Linked DNA regions of Macaca mulatta: region 2 is linked to region 1. The links are chromatin contacts, called in public Hi-C maps. All regions are on one chromosome and are shown on one strand. The core of a region is the stretch at or near the end of the contact, and the rest is flanking DNA. Distances in the headings are between cores, read along the strand shown. Region 1 holds the start of MIR9-1HG (MIR9-1 host gene). Region 2 holds the start of MEX3A (mex-3 RNA binding family member A).

What was found. A called contact is a pair of places that touch in the nucleus more often than the background predicts.
Region 2: a Hi-C map of fetal cortex germinal zone shows a contact between it and region 1, with 2.6 times the contacts expected there. The contact joins the promoter of MEX3A here to the promoter of MIR9-1HG in region 1. A contact is called at or near these places in 2 of 14 Hi-C or Micro-C datasets (fetal cortex germinal zone and fetal cortical plate).

Annotation. Positions count from the first base shown.
Region 1 is chr1:110,497,154-110,501,643 of T2T-MMU8v2.0, forward strand. MIR9-1HG (MIR9-1 host gene) reads left to right here and starts at 2,301. Exons shown (of 8, transcript XM_077944831.1): 1 at 2,301-2,537; 2 at 3,016-3,188. The coding sequence starts at 2,480.
Region 2 is chr1:110,851,428-110,856,569 of T2T-MMU8v2.0, forward strand. MEX3A (mex-3 RNA binding family member A) reads left to right here and starts at 2,187. Exons shown (of 2, transcript XM_015111858.3): 1 at 2,187-3,107. The coding sequence starts at 2,654. It also overlaps a transcript of LMNA not described here.

The DNA of each region.
Region 1 (4,490 bases), core at 1,051-3,550:
GTGGCCCCATCCTGGCCCCCTGCCGAATAAACCTGGAGAGCTCATCCCTTCCAACTCCAAATAAACAGTTCCTTATTTTCTTGCCAGATCTGAATTCTCTGTGCCTTGCTCTATGTGAGTTTGTGACTCTATCTCTGGCTCCCCCACTCTCTGTGAGCTGCAGTTCTGTCCCTCTTGTCTCTGTCATTGCTTCGAAGCTTTTCTGGCTTCATCTGTCTCTGTTTTCAGGTCTCTGTCTCTTCCCTCCTGCCCCCCGCCCCCGCTGGAATTAGCCTTTGTGAATTCAAAGGCTTCTCACTGAGCTCCTCCCCACTCTTCCCAGAATAACATTGAGTAAAATGAGATAAAACCCTCCCGCCCCTAGGTTTTTTTCTGTCCTACTCCCCTCAGCCCCCTCCTCCAGGGCTACAACCCCCTCTTATAATGTCAGATAATTGCTGGTGTGCAGCTCTGAGGAGCCAGAGCTGATACCAGGGAAGGAGAAAGGGGGAAAGAAATAAATAATAATCTGCCTCCATTCAGCGTATATAGGTTACCTGATTTGCATATATGCTAATAATGCTATAATTACCCTGCTGTTCTGGCCTATGATCAAGTTCTATAAATACATAGGATAGCAGAGCTAGGCCTAGCAACACCACCCCCAAAATCATGGAGTATATGTATGTATATGTGTGCATTTTATGTACACTCTAAACCTATGAGCCTCTCTTTGTTAGAACACACTTCCTTACAGATTCCAGCTCTTCAGACGTTCAGCTACCCCTCTTGTGTTTTGAAGCTACTCCAGAGGAGGGAAGACATGCCTGAATGAGAAAACATTCTAGGTTTTACTTAATTCTTAGTATTAATTTCATTTTGAATATTATGGCTATTTTTAGGAAAATCAGACTTCCCCAAATTATTGAATTTGTTATTATCACCTGGATTCCCCCACCTCTTACAATCCTACACCTTGGGGTACAGGCTGGTGGGTAGGAACAGGAAGCCCCCATCTCTTAGGCCTACTGAGATGTTTCAGAAGGCGCTGCCTATGGGAGAGGAAGTGGAGTCCTCTTCCCCAAACATGCCACTCATGCCTTAGTCTCCTGGCACACTCGCCACTCGAAGGAAACCAGGGGGAAGATACACAGGGGGTTGTGCAAATTTTTGGGTGATGGTGGCAGAAGTGGGGAGGAAGCTTGGAGGAACATAAAAGATGCAATCCACAGCTGTCTGCTTTTAATTATAATTATCCCCTTCGCTTCCTTTCTGGCTAATGAGGGGGGGTGGATTTAAATTTTTTTCTCCCTTTTCTCCCCCTCCCTCCTTTCCCTGGAATTGAGGGGTGGGGTGAGTTCAGGATCCTCCTCCCCTTCCTCCCTTATCCCCTAGTTACTGGGAGAAAGGCAGACTCCAGAGGGTGGTGACAGTATGAAGAGATTTGTAGGAACAAAAGAAGGACAGGTTTGGATTGCTGGACACGTCCCAGAGTTGGAGAGACCCCCCCCCCATTCCACTGGCACCCCCTCCCATCAACCCCCCAGCTCCCTAGACAAGGAACTCAATGTCTTCCAGCCGGTGAGAAAGGAGCTAACGGGAGCCCTGGTCTAGAGAGAAGGGGGAGGGAAGGGGTGGGGAGTTGCAGGGGGGTGCAAAATTAGTCTCAAAGGATCTTTATTTCTGAGCTAGTGAAGCAGATGTAATCAAGGGGAGAGCAAAATAATCATAATGGGAGGAATGGGGGAGGGGAAGTGGGGCTGGAATGGGGGGACTGGGCCAGGACAGGGCTGAGAATTGGGGGGCAGAGAACAGTGAGTGGGGAGAGTCTCTTGCCTTTTCTCACCCCTCTAAAGTCTCCCTACTTTAAGATGGGGAAAGAAGGACCCAGTCTATAGACTCTGACCTTAGCCCTCAGAATCCCTCATTCAGAGCTGAGGGATCGCCAGGCCAGAAGGTGGCTGGGAAGGCACCAGGGAGAGAAGAGAGCCTCCCGCCCCCAGTTGAGGGAGGTGGTGAGGAGAGGGGAGACTGAAAGCAGTGGGGGAGGGTGAGAGAGGGGAGCCAGCAGAGACTCAAGTGGCCTCCAGGTCTGTGGGACAAAAGTTGGAGGGAGATTTGTGTATGAGAGAGGAGGGGAGGGGGCTGTGGGGAAGGGGGGGCTTTGACAATGAACTTGAGACAAACTTCATTAGCATGCAGGCCTGCTGTCTGTCACGTCGAGCTCAGACCGAGTTCCCATGCAGACCAGGAAGAGTGGGAGGGAGAAAAAGGGAGGGGCTGAGGGTGGGGGTTAGAGAGAGAAAAGAGACCCGACCATTGTACCATTCTGGGCCCCAGCTTCCACCAAATATCGGGACCCCAGCCCTGGAAACCAACCCCCAAATTCCTCTCCCTCCTCTAAGAAAAAGATAATTTATCTCCCACTTTGACTCTGTGGTCCCGCCCCTTCTCTTCTCTTGTCTAGACTTCCAAGTGCTGGCCTTCATCTCCCTGCAAGATGCGCCCCCCTCCAGCTCCCAGCCTTCATCTTCCGACTGTCACTGTCTCCTTCACAAGTAAGATCTGGATTTGTGATTAGTTAAGCTGACCACGAAAGGAGTTGAGGGGAGGCCTGGGAAGGGGAGCCTGAAATGCCCTGAGCCTTCAAATGGCAAACTGTGTCACCTTGCCATGACTCCTCATCAGCTCCTCGCCTTACCCTCCACACACCACTTAATCATTCTCTCAAGTTCCAAAGCGAATTAAAACTCGGAGACTAGGGACCAAGTCTTTCTGTCACACCCTTTCTCTTGCTTCCCTTGGGGATGAGGGTAGCCTGGAGGAACAATAGCTTCCCTTAGCCCCTTCTTCCTGCCTCAGGTTAGAAAAGGCAGTAGGGGAGGTGGCAAGCAGAGTGGAGGTGACAAAGACCCCTGCCCACACAGGCATTGGAAGGAAGAAGGAGGGGTTTCGTCAGAGTGGGCTGTTATTTTGGTGGTGGTGGTGGTAGTGTCTCCAGAGAGGGGCAGCACCCCCTTTTTGCTGCCTTTCCAGGGAGAGCAGCAAGAGAAAGAAAGAGAGAGGCAAGCGAAATTCCTGAATGGATAGACAGATGCTACGTCATCGGAGCTGCATCCTCCACTCCACAAGAGGCTAGGAGCTGGGGGGAGAGAGGCAGTCCAGCCGCAGGGGCCACCCGAACAGTCTCTCCTCCTCACAGAAGCCTGGTAAGTGCCCATTCGGGTCCAGGGAGGATCCCAGCCCCCTCAGACATCTAGGCTGGGTGTGGGAAGAGATCCCCTAAAATCAGTCAGGACGCCCTAACCTTCCTACTTTACCTACTGGCTAATGGAGGCTGGTGCAAAATCATCACAGAAAGAAAAGGCTGATAAAAGATTTAGGGGGTCCCCAAAATGGATGAGGTGTGTGTATAGAGGTGGAGCTGGCAGCAGGGCTCTCACCTCCAGCCTCCTGGGCACCTATCGCTGAGCCCAAGGCAGTGGCTCTGCCCACCCGCCCCAGAGTGGCTCCTGGTTCCCCTCCTTCCCCCAGCCCATGCCGGCTGGAGACAGCTCACTAAGTTTGTCAATGGGATTGTAGGGGGGCTTTAGGGTCACGGTGCTACTGATCCTATTAATCTGCCCCTCCCTTCTCTCCACCAGACATGGCCAACATCTTAATGCTTGCACCAGAGGAGAGGCAGGAAGGAAACTGTAGTGGAGATAGGAAGGAAGGGGAAAAATGGTTCTGTATTTGGACTCCTGACCTTGTTTCCTCGATCTGGCTCTTATTCCTTTCTGACCTAGAGACTTCAGCTTTTAGGAGAGGACAAAGTCTGAGGGACTTGGGCATGGGGGGAAAGGAGCCAGATGTCCCCCCATGAAAGAAAGGTGGAGACCATAATTGGGAACAATCCAAAAACATTTTATAGGATTTAGATTAATTTAATCCCCCTTTCCCCCCCTTTTTCTATGGTATGAGCTGGCAGGTGGGAAAGGGGCTAAGTGGAACCTAAAGGCAAGTGAGGTGTCGGAGAAAATGCTTAGGTTCTAGAAGGGGAGAGAACCCTACCCCAACCCTCTTCACACCCATCTAATGGAGGGGTTGTGTGTGTGTATGTGTGTGTGTGTGTGTGTGTGTGTGTGTGTGTGTTTCCTATGGAAGGCCAGGAGATATAGAAAGAAGGCACTTTTCCTGCCCCTAGTCCCCCACCCACACTGTGCTTTCTGGGAGACAAGATTGGGGCCATTGTGGGGTAGTGGAGGCTGGAGCGGAGCAGACTATTCTTGGAACCCCAGAGGCCAGATTGCTGGGAGAGGCTAAGGCTGCCAGCCATCATACGTACACACACATGTTCCATGCCTGCTGGGCTGTGTTCTTCATCACCATGTTCCCCTAGGCATTGTGTATGCTTTGTTGGGGGGTGGCAGGGCAGAGATCAGTGATGAGGGGGATAACTGCCCCAGGGACCCCAGAACTCTCATTGATTAGGGTGGAGGGAAGAGCCATCCTTATGTCTGTTTTCTAGC
Region 2 (5,142 bases), core at 937-3,436, 350 kb after region 1:
GTGGTCCACAAAGCAAAAACTTTCTCCCAAAGAGACCCCATGGTCCCCAGTACCACAGTCTCTGCAATCCAGGTTCCTGGGACAGAAGGACGGGACAAGAGGCAGAAACAGACCACTCTCTAGGACCTTGTCTCTCCAATTCTTCCTCTTTCACTCTTGCTTGGTGGAAGTAGCATCAAATCCCACAATAAGGTTTACTGTTGATCTTATGTTAAATCCCCAGTCCAGGGGGCAAACTTCCCCAACTCCAGGGCCCTCCCGGGTTCCTCAGTCAAGGTTCTCCTTCCCTGGATCTTCTGCCTAGCAAAGGAAAAAAAGCCCTGCAATGTGCCAACTCCGCTCCCCCCGCCCCCACAAACCCACCCCTTCTGAGATCCTCAGCTCAGGTTCCAGCACTCCCATTAGTGTGCAAACTCACTCTTTCCAAGGAACAGTTTAGGGAACTGGGCTAAACAGCTCAGCCCTCAAGGCCCCACATTGCTAAGTCTGTGAAGTCAATTCATCTGTTCCCTTGCCTCTCAGCAGGACTTTACCTTACAAACTAGTTCAGATTTTTGTTTTTCAAGTCACTCTAGAAAAGGACACCTTACCACTGTGGCTCACCCACCCACTGTTATAAAACTCTTTATGGAAGTTCTTCTTAAAGTCTGACCTCGAGCCCTCAAGCTGCAGTGCCATCCCTTCTTCCCTTGGGAAAGATCCAGACACAAAAAGGGTGATATAAAATAAATGCAGAAGATACGGGGTAAAGGGAGAAGAAAAAATTGCATTACACTCCACCTTCCTGAAACTCTAAAAGTGCCTAATTCTCCAAGCCTTAGAAACTTCATTCTCACCGAATTTCCGGAGTCAAACGGGAGTGAATGGTTCTGTGTGTGTGTGTAGGCGGAGGCCGGAGTCTCACTGGAATGCAGTGGCAGGATCTAGGCTCACTGCAACCTCCGCCTCCCGGGTTCAACCAATTCTCCTGTCTCAGCCTCCTGAGTAGCTGGGACTACAGGCGCCTGCCACCATGCTCGTCTAGTTTTTGTATTTTTAGTGGAGACGGGGTTTCACCTTATTGGTCAGGTTGGTCTCGAACTCCTGACCTCAGGTGATCCACCTGCCTCTGCCTCCCAAGGTGCTGGGGTTACAGGCGTGAGCCACCGCGCCCGGCCCTGAATAGGTTTTCAGTGGGAGAGGGGTGGAGGAAACAGAGTGGAAATTACGATGAGTGCTAAAGAACAGATCACCCCAAGCTGTATTCACAGCCCAGGCCTGAAGGAAGTCTGGGTTCCCAGTCCATCCTGGTCTCTCCTCCCTCCTTCTGTCACACCCAAAGCTCAAGGCCCTCACCCCAAACGGTTAAGTCACCCCAGGCCTTTAAGACTTTTCCTGCCTCCCCACTCTCCGTCCGACTCCCACTTCTATCCCTCCACTCTGTCAACCTCCGCACCTCATCACTCCACCGCCCTCCCGACCCCCTCCACCGAGCAGAAGGACGTGAACTAACTCACCTCCCAGTCGGTGCCTCTGAGATCTCCGAGACTGGGGGGGGCGGGGGACGGACGAGGGGAGATGGCTTGCTGCTTAGGGATGAGGGGACCCCATCCTTTGCCAGGGGGTTGCAGCCCCAGCCTGGCACCCCTTCCTGGCCCCCACAATGCGCAGAGCCCAGCTCTCCCCCCATCGCTGCTGCGGGCTTTGTCTTCTCGGCCGAGAACCTTTCCCCGCGGCCGGGCTCCGGGATCGACTCTGGGAGAGCGGGAGGGGGAAGCGGAGAGGGAGCGCGGCAGGGAGGGGGGAGAGGGGAGCGGGAGAAAGCCGCAGTGAGCGAGCGGGGACAGCTCCCCGCCCCCCCCCCTCATTTCCATAAAAAAGCGGGCCCCCAGGACTGGCCGGCGCGGGGAAGGAGCGGGTCCTGGGAGGGGGCGCGCGGCGTTAGCCAGCTTCAAAGCCGCTCCGTTTCCGCATACTACCCCTTCTCCCCTCACCCTCCCCTTACAAAATTAGGGACCTCGACTTCCATCCCACCCCTAGCTTGCCCGGGAGCTGCGAGGAAAGACCGAAGGGCACTATCCTCGGGTCAAGGAATTTGTCCCCGCGCCCCCAAGGGCGGGAAACTACAACTCCCGGCATGCCCCGGGCGCCCCCGGCGCGCCCCCCTCCCGTCAGTTCCATGCTGCTCCATCCAGTTCATTTAAAACAAAAGAGTTTGAGCGCTGGAAGGGGCTGGGCTCTATTGGGGGCCACTGAGCGCCGCTCCCGGACTGGGGCTCGGTGCGGGAGCCTAACGGGGGCGCCTGGACGGCGGGGGCTAGAGACTCCCAGGTCCGAGGCGGGAGGGGTGGGGGCAGAGATCCTGCAGCCCCCCGCCCCCCGTCACCCCCGGAGAGGAGAGGAGATCTGCTTTCTTGGTTTTGCTTCTCTTTCCCCCCACCCCCACCCCGGGGGCTGGGGCGAGGGGAGTCGGGTTACAGGGTGTTTGGGGAGGGGGGCTTAGGGGGAGGGTCTATCTTTCTATCTCGCTTTCTTCCCCCCTCCCCAGTTCTTTGTTCCCCCCTCCCCACACACCCCCTCCTCTCCTCTCCCCTCCCCTCCTCTCTCCTCTTTTCCCTTCCACCACCTCTCTCTCTCTCTCTCCCTCTCTCTCTCCCCCAGCTTTTGTTTCGCCATGCCTAGTCTAGTGGTATCTGGAATAATGGAAAGAAATGGGGGCTTTGGAGAACTAGGATGTTTCGGGGGAAGCGCTAAGGACCGAGGGCTGCTGGAAGACGAGCGCGCCCTTCAGCTGGCTCTCGATCAACTCTGCCTCCTGGGTTTGGGGGAGCCCCCCGCCCCCACGGCGGGCGAGGACGGGGGAGGTGGGGGGGGCGGCGCCCCCGCGCAGCCGGCCGCCCCCCCGCAGCCGGCCCCGCCGCCGCCGCCCGCGGCGCCCCCGGCCGCCCCGACGGCGGCCCCCGCGGCGCAGACGCCCCAGCCCCCCACCGCCCCCAAAGGGGCGAGCGACGCCAAGCTCTGCGCTCTCTACAAAGAGGCCGAGCTGCGCCTGAAGGGCAGCAGCAACACCACGGAGTGTGTTCCGGTGCCCACCTCCGAGCACGTGGCCGAGATCGTGGGCAGGCAAGGTAAGCGGGGCGCCGGGACCACTGAGAGGGACTGTAGTGGGGGCACTCCGTCCCTAGCGCGGAAAGTTCATTTCTTCCCTTCTTGCCCGCCTCCGGCTCTGTCCCTTCCCCACAAAGAGAGACCCGCCCCCTACCCTGATTTCCAAGTGCCACAAAGTTCCCAGCTACCCCTAGTCGGGACGGTTCTCCAGATCTTTCCTCCCCCAGAGCTCTGCCCTTAAACAAAGAAATATCCTCGCACTGGAAGAGGGAAAGGGGAGGGGATCGGTCTCCCAATCCAGGGAGGCTGTCCGGAGGGGGTGTCCACTCCTAACCAGAAAAACTGACGGAATGTGCAAAGAGTTACTCAGAAGCCTGTACTCTGATATCTGCTCCTACGTTGGGGAGGGGGCACCCCTGGGGCCCCCAGCCGCCTGGAGTTACAGACTTTGGGGGAGACCTGGCCCTCGAAGCCAGACTGAGTATCTGTCTCTTTGTTGGGCTGAGTGTAGGAATGGAAGGGGGTGTGGCCCAGGGGAGGGTCCCAGCCTGGGGAAGAGGCGGTGAGGGGGGCTGCTGAGAGGAGGGGGTCCTGTGGTCACCCACACACCAAAGTTGGACTGTCTCTGGGGTTTTGGAAGGGGTGTCTCCAAGGAAGTGCTACGTCCTGGCTTGGACCTCTCCTCTTCCCTCTCTGGCTTTTGTTCTGGGCTGGCCACGGCCTTGGGCCAGAGGCCTAGAGAGGGGTCTCTGGTAGTGAAAGAGTAGGACAGGGCAGGAGGGGGAATGCTGGGGGGCAAGAAACCTTCACCTGGAAATTTGGTGGAGGGCGTGTGTCTGGGTCTGTTGGGAGGGGGTGCAGAATTAATCCAGCGTAGTATGTCTGGTACCACACCCTCTGCTGCTCCAGCATCCCTGGGTGGGTGGGTGGGGGTGTTGGTGAAGGTCCAAATTGAGCAGACGGGATCTTGGGGACCCTTCCCTCTCCTGGCTTCTCCAAGGAGAGTGGGGGGGGCGGGATTTGGAAATTGCAAAGAGCCTGGGCTGGGGAGGTATGGGGTGGGGGAGGAGTGGGGGAGGAGCTGTCCCACAGTGGGGAACAATAGAGGAGCTGCATTCCGGCTGGGAGTGCGGGAGGAGGCCGGCTTCTGGCGGAGGAAAAGGAGAGGCGGGCCAGGGGGGCCCCTACTCCACAACCCACCTCATCCACTGGGAGTGCTGGGGGTTAGGGGGATTTCACCGAGAGATCCAGAATGGAGGAGGGGAAGATGCCACTCCCCTACACAGCCCTCATTCCCTGGGGCACTCCATCTCTTGAGATTTCTGATTTAGAAAGTTGGATTTCCTCTTGTCAGAAATTGGGGATCCAAAGCCCTGGAATTGGGTGGGGACGGACATTGCTACCTTTTCTTGGGTGTGGGGGTGGTCTTGGGAGGCCCCGGAATTTAATGGAGTCATTCTTTCCTCTTCTGCCTCCGCATCAGATGGGCTTGTCCCTCATAAAAGTAAGGGGATTTTTTATTCACAAAAGATAAGCCTGCCCCTCAGTCAAGTATATGGAAGTCCTCCCTCTTGTCTAACCTCCCTCCTCCTGCTGCAGTGTTAGTGCTCCTCTGTTTGACCTCTAGGAAGGTGAAGCCCAGTAGGTCTTCCCTTCAAGAGATGCTTCTTCAAGGTTGCAGAACCCAGGAAAAGACCCACCACCAGTTTTGCACCTCCAGGCCTCTAGCGTTTCTTCTTACTGGGATGTCTTGGCCTGTCCTCCTCACCCCAACCCCAACTGCTAAAGATACTTAGCTCTCATTTAAGTTTTTGGACCCAAAACTTAGAGCCAGAACCCAGGTGCCCATCAAATGATATGTGAGTAGAAATGGTAGGAGAGGGGAGTTCACTGTTTTGCGACCCTCCATACCTCGAAAATAGAACAATCATTTACTGACATTAAAGCAGCAAGGATGTGGGCTGGACAACAGGTAGGACTTCTTAACTGCCAAGAGGTCTGAAGACAAGAGGGAACAAGCAAATTCTCCTTCTTAAGGTCTTTTAAAAGTGAGGG